2 separate regions of the Mus musculus genome follow, and region 2 is linked to region 1. The links are chromatin contacts, called in public promoter capture Hi-C maps. All regions are on one chromosome and are shown on one strand. The core of a region is the stretch at or near the end of the contact, and the rest is flanking DNA. Distances in the headings are between cores, read along the strand shown.

Evidence for each region. Promoter capture Hi-C pulls out the DNA fragments that hold promoters and counts their contacts.
Region 2: a contact with region 1 is called in a promoter capture Hi-C map of liver, with 2.5 times the contacts expected there. The contact joins the enhancer-like site here to the promoter of Mab21l4 in region 1. A contact is called at or near these places in 6 of 39 promoter capture datasets (the 3T3-L1 cell line, erythroid cells, frontonasal cranial neural crest and 2 more), 1 of 15 datasets of contacts at CTCF or cohesin (the NIH/3T3 cell line), 2 of 484 Hi-C or Micro-C datasets (embryonic stem cells and nephron progenitors), 2 of 115 datasets of contacts at active chromatin or transcription factors (pancreatic cancer cells and stem cell-derived neural progenitor cells) and 3 of 9 other capture datasets (adipose tissue, liver and pancreatic islet).

Annotation. Positions count from the first base shown.
Region 1 is chr1:93,158,357-93,162,735 of GRCm38.p6, reverse strand. Mab21l4 (mab-21-like 4) reads left to right here and starts at 1,866. Exons shown (of 6, transcript NM_001159940.1): 1 at 1,866-1,934; 2 at 2,386-3,135. The coding sequence starts at 2,607.
Region 2 is chr1:93,027,534-93,031,912 of GRCm38.p6, reverse strand. The region is part of intron 37 of Kif1a (kinesin family member 1A); the gene reads left to right. Among named protein-coding and RNA genes, the nearest start is that of Aqp12, 23 kb to the right of the region's middle. Within about 2 kb of position 2,297, at least 11 of the 459 cell types and tissues checked have an H3K27ac peak or open chromatin away from gene starts, as enhancers often do. A contact at or near this core is called in erythroid cells and liver, where this site is marked.

The sequences.
Region 1 (4,379 bases), core at 617-3,116:
GCGCCTTGCTCAGGGGTGGCTGGGTGTCCTGAGTGACTTTACGAGACTTCCGTGAGGTTGTGTGGAGAGAAAAGCTAGGAGGGCCCAGGCTTTTCCAGCTCCTTGTGGCAGGCTGGCAGCTGGCCACTTGCTGTGCCAGAGCAAGACGTGAGGATTGGAAACTTTATTTGGTGGTCCCGGATGCCACCTCAGGGTTCCTCCTAAGAGACAGACAGAAGGCAGAGAAAGGACCATGGGGTAGAATCTCCAAGCAGACTGGGGCAGAGGCAGCATGATGTCCCCAAGGCAGCTGTAGCCATTAGATCCAGAAAAAGCCCACCACGCTCTCTTGGAGCCTCCCGGGGGAGCTCAGCCACTGGTACCTTGACCTAAGACTCTCTGCCCTGGAATCCAGGTGTGCTATAGAGAGCTGGTAGCTCAGGGGACTCACAATGTCTCTATGCAACATCCGTGTAGTCTGTAGACAGCCATCGGGACATGTGTGATATGTCGAGGCCTTGTGGAGCCTACACCACATACTTACTGAAATCCGTTTCATGCACTCCGTTCAGACTGGAATGTCCCCCTCCCTGCCAGCCTCTCCCAGAGCACTTGGGAATTCCTGAGGTCTGGAGCCAGTGTTCTTGTCCCTGTGCTACACTGAGGGGTGAATCAATATGTTTGTGGTTTAGTAACCAAGCCCTTGTGACATCCGTGGGCTCCAAGAACTACGCTGACCACTTCTGACCTCACTGTCTCCTCCATTTCCCCTGTTTTACATATCAACACTCTCGGGTCTGCAAGGTGGCAGGCTTGGGTCCGCCCTGTGGGTCCCGAACACTGCCACCAACTCCATCTTCCTCTCTCTACTGAATCCCTGTGCTGTCCTCATGTGTCCAAGCCGAGCTCAGGGCCAGCTCTTCACTGTTCACATCTATTCTGCCTGTTCTGAATGCTGACGTCAAGCCCAGATGTGGAATACATGGAGGAGAAGAGGGAGGGGGAGGGGAGGGAGAGGAGGAGGACAGTGACGACAATGATGACACTGTCCCAGCCATGGAGAGCTCACTATGGCTCCTCACCAGAGGGGCTAAGTAAGAAAGGACAGATAGCATTCTGGCCTGCCGGGCATACCAGGTCACAGAATGGGAGGGCAGCACAGAGGGTGAGAAGCTTAGGCAGCGCCTTGCTTAGGGGTGGCGTGGTCTCCTAGGTGACTTTAAGAGGCTCCGGTGAGGCTGCATAGAAAAGCTGGAAAGCCCAGGTTCCAAGCAAGGAAGGAACTTCCTGGCCTGGCTGCCGAGGCGACTTCAGAGCTGGATTCTATAGTGCGGTGGGACCCACCTCCCACAGACCACAGTGGTGGGGACACTGTGGGGTAGGGCATAGCAAATGCAGTGTGACAGGTAGAGGAAGCCAGGCCTCTGGAACCTGAACAGCCTTGGGCAGCCATATTCTGGGCATCCCCATCGCCAGAGCCAGGGCAGGCTGCAGGGATGCCTATCTCTACCCAAGGAGGTTAGCAGAAGGCCTGCTCACAGGTTGCAAGCCCCCCACCCCACCCCGCCAGAGGCTCTGAGCAGCCCCTCTAAGCAGGGCAGTTTTCCTACCCTGCCATCTGCTAACTCTGACTCAATGCTGCTCTCTGGGGTTTGAGACCATCGCAGTGTGGCTGCAGAGATGGCACCTCCAATGACGCTTGCTAGGCTGTCAACCTGTAGGCTGTTTGCAGACTAGAAACTGAACTGCCTCCTCTCACTGGGCCTCCTCTAGGGGCCAAGGGTCGATAGGGGCGGCTCCTTCTTGCCAGTCTGGACTTGCACAACTCTGAGCAGGGAGGCGGCACCGGGCAGGGCACCCACTGGCAGGTATGGAGGGGTTTGTATGGTGAGACTTTCCAGCCGTGAGGCAGAGCCAGAGACTGCTTCTCCTAGAAGGCCCCAGCTCCTGGCCAGGTGAGCATTAGGTCTTCTCAGAGGGAGGCTGGAAGGATGGCTGGGCAGCCTGAGGGGCTGAGCTGGCCAATTATATGGATGGCCGCTGGAGGAGGGTTGATTTACACTGGTATTTGTGGAATGCTAAGAAGACACTGCCCAGGTCTGACCTGAGGGTGGCTCTTCTCCCAAGCTTCCTGAGCAAGACCTGGGACCCACACAGGGTCTGGCAGCCATGAGCTTCTGAGCCATGAGAAGGGAGGCAGGACAAGGAAGACCCAGTTCACAAAGACACTGTGACTAGCTTTTGGGTTGGGGTGGAGTGTGAAGCATGAGGTACACACCCCCTCTTTCGGGTTAAGCCATTGTGTTTGGGGCCCAAGATTCAGGAAGGAGTAGAGACTGAGGAGAGTGGTGAGTAGGGCCTCCGCCTCCTCCTCCGACAGCCCCCTGTGATACTCTTAATTGTTAGGTACTGACTCACCCCACTTCAAAGGCCTTGGCCTTGGTTCAGCTATTTAACCTGCTGCGAGAAGCCTGTCACTCTGGAACTCTGCCTGTGGAGAGCTGAGCCCTGCCTGCAGACCTGCTCCTCACCTGGGCAGGTACCTCTTCCTCCGAGCCAGTCTACACAAGCTCGAGAGCGGTCCCCAAGAGCCAGCGGGGCCCTGCTGCCTGCTGCTCGGCTCAGGGATGCCTGGCTCAGAGATGCCTGCTCCCTGTGTCTTTGCTCCAGACATGGCGGAGCAGGTGCCCCTGTGGCATCACTACCTGTTGGCCATCCAGTCACGGGAGTCACCCCGTGTCCAGGACTACCAGAGAGCGGAGAATATCTTGCTTACGGTGCTGGAACGCGTCCATGCCTTGGACTCCCGCTTCATTGTTGACTATTCTAGAGACCTGGAGGCCTTCCAGTTTGCCCTGCGTTCCTCAGAGGACCCACTGGATGTGGAGGTGCTCCTGGGGGTGGATTCGGAGGCTCTCCTGATCGAGGAGTCAGAAGCCACTGAGCCAGGGGATGGCCCTGCAATCTGTCGCCTGGGTGTCCTCAAGGAGGCATCTGGCCTGGAGCCATGGATGACTGCTGACATCTTCAGTGTCTCCTCAGAGGACAGAGACAAGTGCTGTGGCCACCTTGTACCCAGTAAAGTCCTGTGTGTCCTCAAAGATCTTCTGGTGGCTGCCATTGTACATTGCAAGCACCACAGGCTCATTCCACCAGGTAACAGTGTGTGTGTGGGGGTGGGGTGGGGTGGGGGGTGGGGAGGTACTGGACACAAGTGAGCAACTGTGTCTGTACATATGTGTGACTGCTGTGTTTGAGTGCTGAGGGTATGGACTGACCCCTGTGGGCTGCATCCAGGTCCCTGGGTATGTGTCTTCCCTGTGCATATGAATGAAGTGTGAGTTATCATTGTGTTCGTGTGCGTGTGCGTGTGCATGTGCGTGTGCATGTGTGTGTGTGTGGGGGGGGTCTGCAAACTAGGAGACTTACCTCTGGTCTGTGTGCCCCTAGCACCTCTGAGAAAGCGGATTGTGAGTCTCATGTGACCCATTTCTGCACGGTGGTTTGGGGGAAGACCTTTACACGAGTGTCACTTTATAATTGTGTTAACATTTAAGACAAGCCAGCTGTTTTGTTGGCCAGCTTGCTTGCTGAGGCCTCTGGCAGGGTTCCAGGAAGTCAGCCTGTTACCTGTTACACCCTGTTGTGGTGCTTACACCTGCCCCCCTCTTCAGCCTTAGTCACAATCTATCAGGTTGTGTGTGGATTTGGCCACGTGTCTATGTCAGGACGCAAAGGCATCCGTGTGAGCGTGTGGGGATGTGAATGGACATGAATGTGCACGTGAGTACACACATGTGAGCAAAGGTTTCTATATAAACAGGCATGTGTGTGTGCCTGTTTCAATTTATGGCTGAGTCACTAACTTGATACACTGAGCCCCAAATAGCTCTAGGCTGGGTATTTTCAAATGTGCCAGGGACCCAGCTTCAGGCTTTTGCCAGACATCTTGATCATGTTATCTGGGGTGTCAGATCCCCAGGTGGGTGGCATTCCCAGCATGGTCACAAGCAGCTAGGTTCTTTATGCAAAGATGGCTGGGCAGTGAGACCCTAATAGATGATGCTCATCCTCTTGGATTCAGCATCAGGACATCAGGTTCCTTGGAGGCCAAAACTGAATGTTCTGATTTTGGGGGAGGAGACAGACACAGGATGGTGGCAGATGCTACTTTCTCATGTGTTTATCTTCCCATGTCACCTTCCTGCTATTTGTACTGTGTCATCAGTGAGTGGGGTGGTTGCATCTTCCAGAGGGTAGTAACATGTCTGGGATTCCTACTGCATGGAGTCCTGGTCTGGCTGCATGTCCTGGGTCCTGGGAGCCTGTAATAGTGGACTGCTATCTCATGCTTCCCAAGACTCTGGAAAATGGTGTCTAGCCGAACCCACAGCTGGGCA
Region 2 (4,379 bases), core at 1,048-3,547, 130 kb after region 1:
GCCTATTGGATACTCATTTACCCTGCCCCCACTGAAGCTGCTGACTGAGCAGGCTCTGTCCTTGCCTTGAGGTCCAGGGGCTGGGTAGCAAAGAGCTTGGCACGTCAGGATCCAGCTCCTGAACCTCCTTGTTAAGGGGTAGGCCCAGTGGAGAGATAGCACCAGGGTGGAGGAGTTCAACCATACTGGGAGTAAAAAGGGGTCCTACGAATACAAGAGGAGAGCCAGGGGGCAAGGGCTTGATTGCTCTCATGGTCAGATTAAGCAACTGACCAGAATTTCCCTAAAGGTAGGTCTGGCCAGATACTTCCTTCTCCAAGGGTAGTGACTATCAAGACTGGGCCTGCAGATGTGGATCACGTCGTGGAGTAAAGGCTATCTTCCAGGGGCATGAGACATTATCAGCTCTGGCTGCCTCTGCTGGGCTGGGGATCCAGCACTTTCCAGATGGATCTTGAGTAGACTCCCACTCTGTTTTTCTGGGTTCCCGTACATTCCCATTGTCTGTGACTCAGGATGCAGCTGTCTGCAACCCCTTGTAGCCTGTTTGCCATCCCAACTTCTCAGCCCACATCCTTGGCAGGCTTCATGCTCAACAGCACTTCCTTCTCTAGGATGCTCTCCTCTCCTGCTTATCTTGGATCTTCCCTTTAGGGAGTATGTCTCCAGGTTAGACTTCAGGCTTCAGCTTCATGGTTCCCCAAAGGATAGAGCCCTCAAAGTAGCCATGGTGACCTTGAAGAGTGAAGAAAGTAGGCCAGGATGATCAGGACCCAGCCCACAGGGAGGGTTGGGAGTACAGCTTGCTAAGATTCCTGGTCCAGCCTCCACAGGGTGTTTTGGTGGCAGCAGCTCAGTTATTGTGCTAGGGGAAGGTCCAGCTGCATGTGGCCACCATCTGGCTTGAGCCATCAGAGCTGGAACTATGGGTTCTCTAGAGCCACAGAACTTATGGGTAGTCTCTATATAGTAAAGGAATTTGTTGATGACTTACAATCTGCAGTCTAACTCCCAACAGTGGTCAGCAGCAGCTGTGAATGGAAGTCCAAGGATCTAGCAGTTGCTCAGTCCCACAAGGCAAGCAGGCAGAAGGAGAGAAAGAGTGTAAATCTTCCTTCTTCCAATGTCCTTATTCCAGGCAGTGGTGGTGCATGCCTTTAATCCCAGCACTTGGGAGGCAGAGGCAGACGGATTTCTGACTTCAAGGCCAGCCTGGTCTACAGAGTGAGTTTCAGGACAACCAAGGCTATGCAGAGAAACCCTGTCTTGACAAACAAAAAACAAACAAACAAATAAGGAAAAGAAAGATTCTTCCAATGTCCTTATGTAGGTCTCCAGCAGAAGGTGTAGCCCAGATTAAAGGTGTGTGCTACCACGCCTTTAATTCCAGATGACCTTGAATTCAGTGGTCTCCCTGTCTTAATCTTCTGGAATTCATAGCCACTATGCCTCAAGATCTCCATGCCAAGATCCAGGTCAGAAACTTGTATCACCCAGCCTCCAGATTAAGATCACTGGTAAGCCTCCAATCCTGGATTGTAGTTCATTCCAGATATAGTCAAGTTGACAACCAGGAATAGCCACTACAGGTGGGATCTGTGCTTGACTGTGTATTGTGTCATAACCAGACCTTTAGCACGGAATCTCTAAGGTCAGACTCAAGGTCATTCTCCTGCTCTCAGTTTGCCAACAGTCAAGCCTCGGGAGGGAAGGAGCTGCCCTATTGTAATCTGGGGACTAATGACACACTGGGAGTCAGTGTGTGAGATAGCTTCCTTGGAGGACCTCAGTCTCCCTCTCTAGAAACAAACTTACCAGGGCACACCTGGGTTTCTGGCCACAGTCTTAGGTCTTGAGTTTTATATTTAGAGCCTCAGAAAATCCACTTACAATGAGACCTACTTTGTTTGCCCTCTGTGGCTGGCATACCTTTAAGATTTAAGGGTCAGAGATATTGGGGCAATTTAAATATACTTTGATAATCAGCAGCAGCAGGCAGAGAGCTTTGCCAAAGAGTGAAAACATTTATTTACAAATGTGTATGGGAACTCACGTGTCAGAGTAACCCACAGGCGTATTTAGAGAGTGTGAGGCAAGAGGAAGTTTTTTAAAGTTTTTTTTTTTTTTTAAATCACACCAGGTATTTTGAAACAGTAATCTTTAGCCACAATGATCAATACCAAGAGACGTCAGTAGTAGGTCGAATAGATACGCTGGGCAGCTATACTCGTAGCAGTACATGTGCAAGCTCATGGTCTTTTGACTGTCTCGTGACCGTTACAAATTGTGTAACGAGAAGCAATTGTGGTGAGAAACCTCTCTCCCTGGCTTTATCCCTTGTCTGTCATAGGTGACTAGGGGACAGTGTACTCTTCCTTTCACAATATCACAGACAGTAGGACCTGGCGCTCTGTGGAGCTTGGTGTTCTCAGCGCCCTCTGGAGGCCGGGCAAGAAGTGTATCTACCTTTGGAAGTATCAGCAGCTAGACCTGAAGCTGGGCTCCCATTGCTGATCCAGTTCTGGACAGACTGGGAAAACTGTGTGTTCCTAATTTACAAGCATGTGGTGGCATGGGATCACTTGCCTAGGTCCCTGCAGTGTGGTTGTGATGATAGTGGAGGCAGATGGAGGAAGTGCTCCACACACCCACTGTCCTCTCTGTGGGCAACACTTACACAGTGAATCTGCAGTGTTCCTCTCATGGGTCGTCCTCTGCCTGAGCACTATAATTGCTGTACCACAGGAGTTTGGCTGTCCTGTCTGTAGGCCTGCAAGGGCAGTTGTGTCCCCTGGGGAAAGATGAGAACCACCCAGTAAGTCTCCTGATGTCCCTCCAGGTCAAGTGAGCCAGTTGGAAGCAGGATCTTGCCTGAAGGCCCAGACTGTTACATCCTTGGGCTCTGGTTATAGAAGGAGCCTTGTTGGCCACTCTTCTGAGGATCCTATGGGACCTGCCCCACCTTCTGCATGGTGCAGACTAGCCATTTCACATCCCTTCCATGGGGGGGGTGGGGCAAGGGATGCCATGTCTGTGGGGACACCAAGGGAGTGCACACAGTAGACAGGGATTCAGTTAACACCAGAAGGGCAGTAGCGAGAGCAGTTTGTGATGGAGGGACTTTCCCTGTGCTAGGCCTGCTTACTAAGCTGTATTTGGGGATAATGGGCAGTGGAACCATAGCCAAAGCCAAAGTCAACTGAAATTCTCTGCTCACAGGGGGACACCACTTAGAATTTCTAATGCAGCAGTCTGGGGTGAAGCTCAAGAATCCACATATTAACAAGTTCCTGAGTGGTGTAGGGTTTTAAACTCTTTGGAGCCACTACCTTGTGACTAGATGCTATGGTCCCCTACAGGTTGGGAGACTTGCATCTGGAGAAGGCCTCTTGTTGAACAAAGACCTCCTGCCACAAGAAGCAGGAGATGCATGTGTGTGCACTGTCTTCTTCTGAAGCCATGAGTTCAGTCATGGAGAACCCCTGCCAACCTTACTTAATTCTTCTGGTAGCCACATCTCTAGATACTGTCTTTCCATCCTGTGGATGCCTCACAATGGGGCTTAAAGTTTGACCCAGGGATGCTGGGGCCCCCATCTCCAAATTGGTTAAATGTCAGCCTATGAGGAGTGGAAGGCTGTGTGGAAGAGGTGCAGGCTTCCCCAAGTACTCGATGCCCAGTGATCCAAAGTGGATCCTGTACTCCACATGGTGTGAGCTTCCACTGTGGCCTCTAAGGGCCTTTCTTTCCATTGTCTGTGACCTGGGCTCTCCTACGTAGTCCACCTTAGCTTCTCTAATTCTGCTCTTCTGCCTTATGGTTGATGGTAATTCATCATGGGTCCCACATAACAACCTGCACGTTTGGTGGGTCCCACAAAGGTAGCAGTTCCTCTGTTACCTCCCCAGCCCCCTGCACTACCTCCAGCTCACACACTCTTGGGCAGGGTAAATTCTCTCAACAGAGGCTTAAAGAACACAGGGATGCTCCAGACCCTCCATTCATTGATTCACTGGGACATCACAGTCTGTGTCCCATGACCATATAAGTCATGGCTGGTGGAGAGTAATGCTAGCCACAAGGCCCATGTGTGTGGCACCCCCCACCTCCAGAGGACAGCAGTTGATCTCTAAGGCCAGTGACCAACCATCATGTGGAAGTGATTTGCAAGGAGCTTCGTTGTGTTGATCCTGGAGCCTGTTTTGGTTGGCCACCTGGCCGCTGGAAGATGGCACAATTTTGGAAAGGGTTTAGTCCTGCCACAGAGAGTGGTCCAAATTTAGTCATACCTACCTTGAGAAGGTACCCCTTGCTCAAGCCTTCAAAGATATTCCAGCATGCTGGGGTCTGCAGAGTCCTCCATACACTCAAAGGCCAAT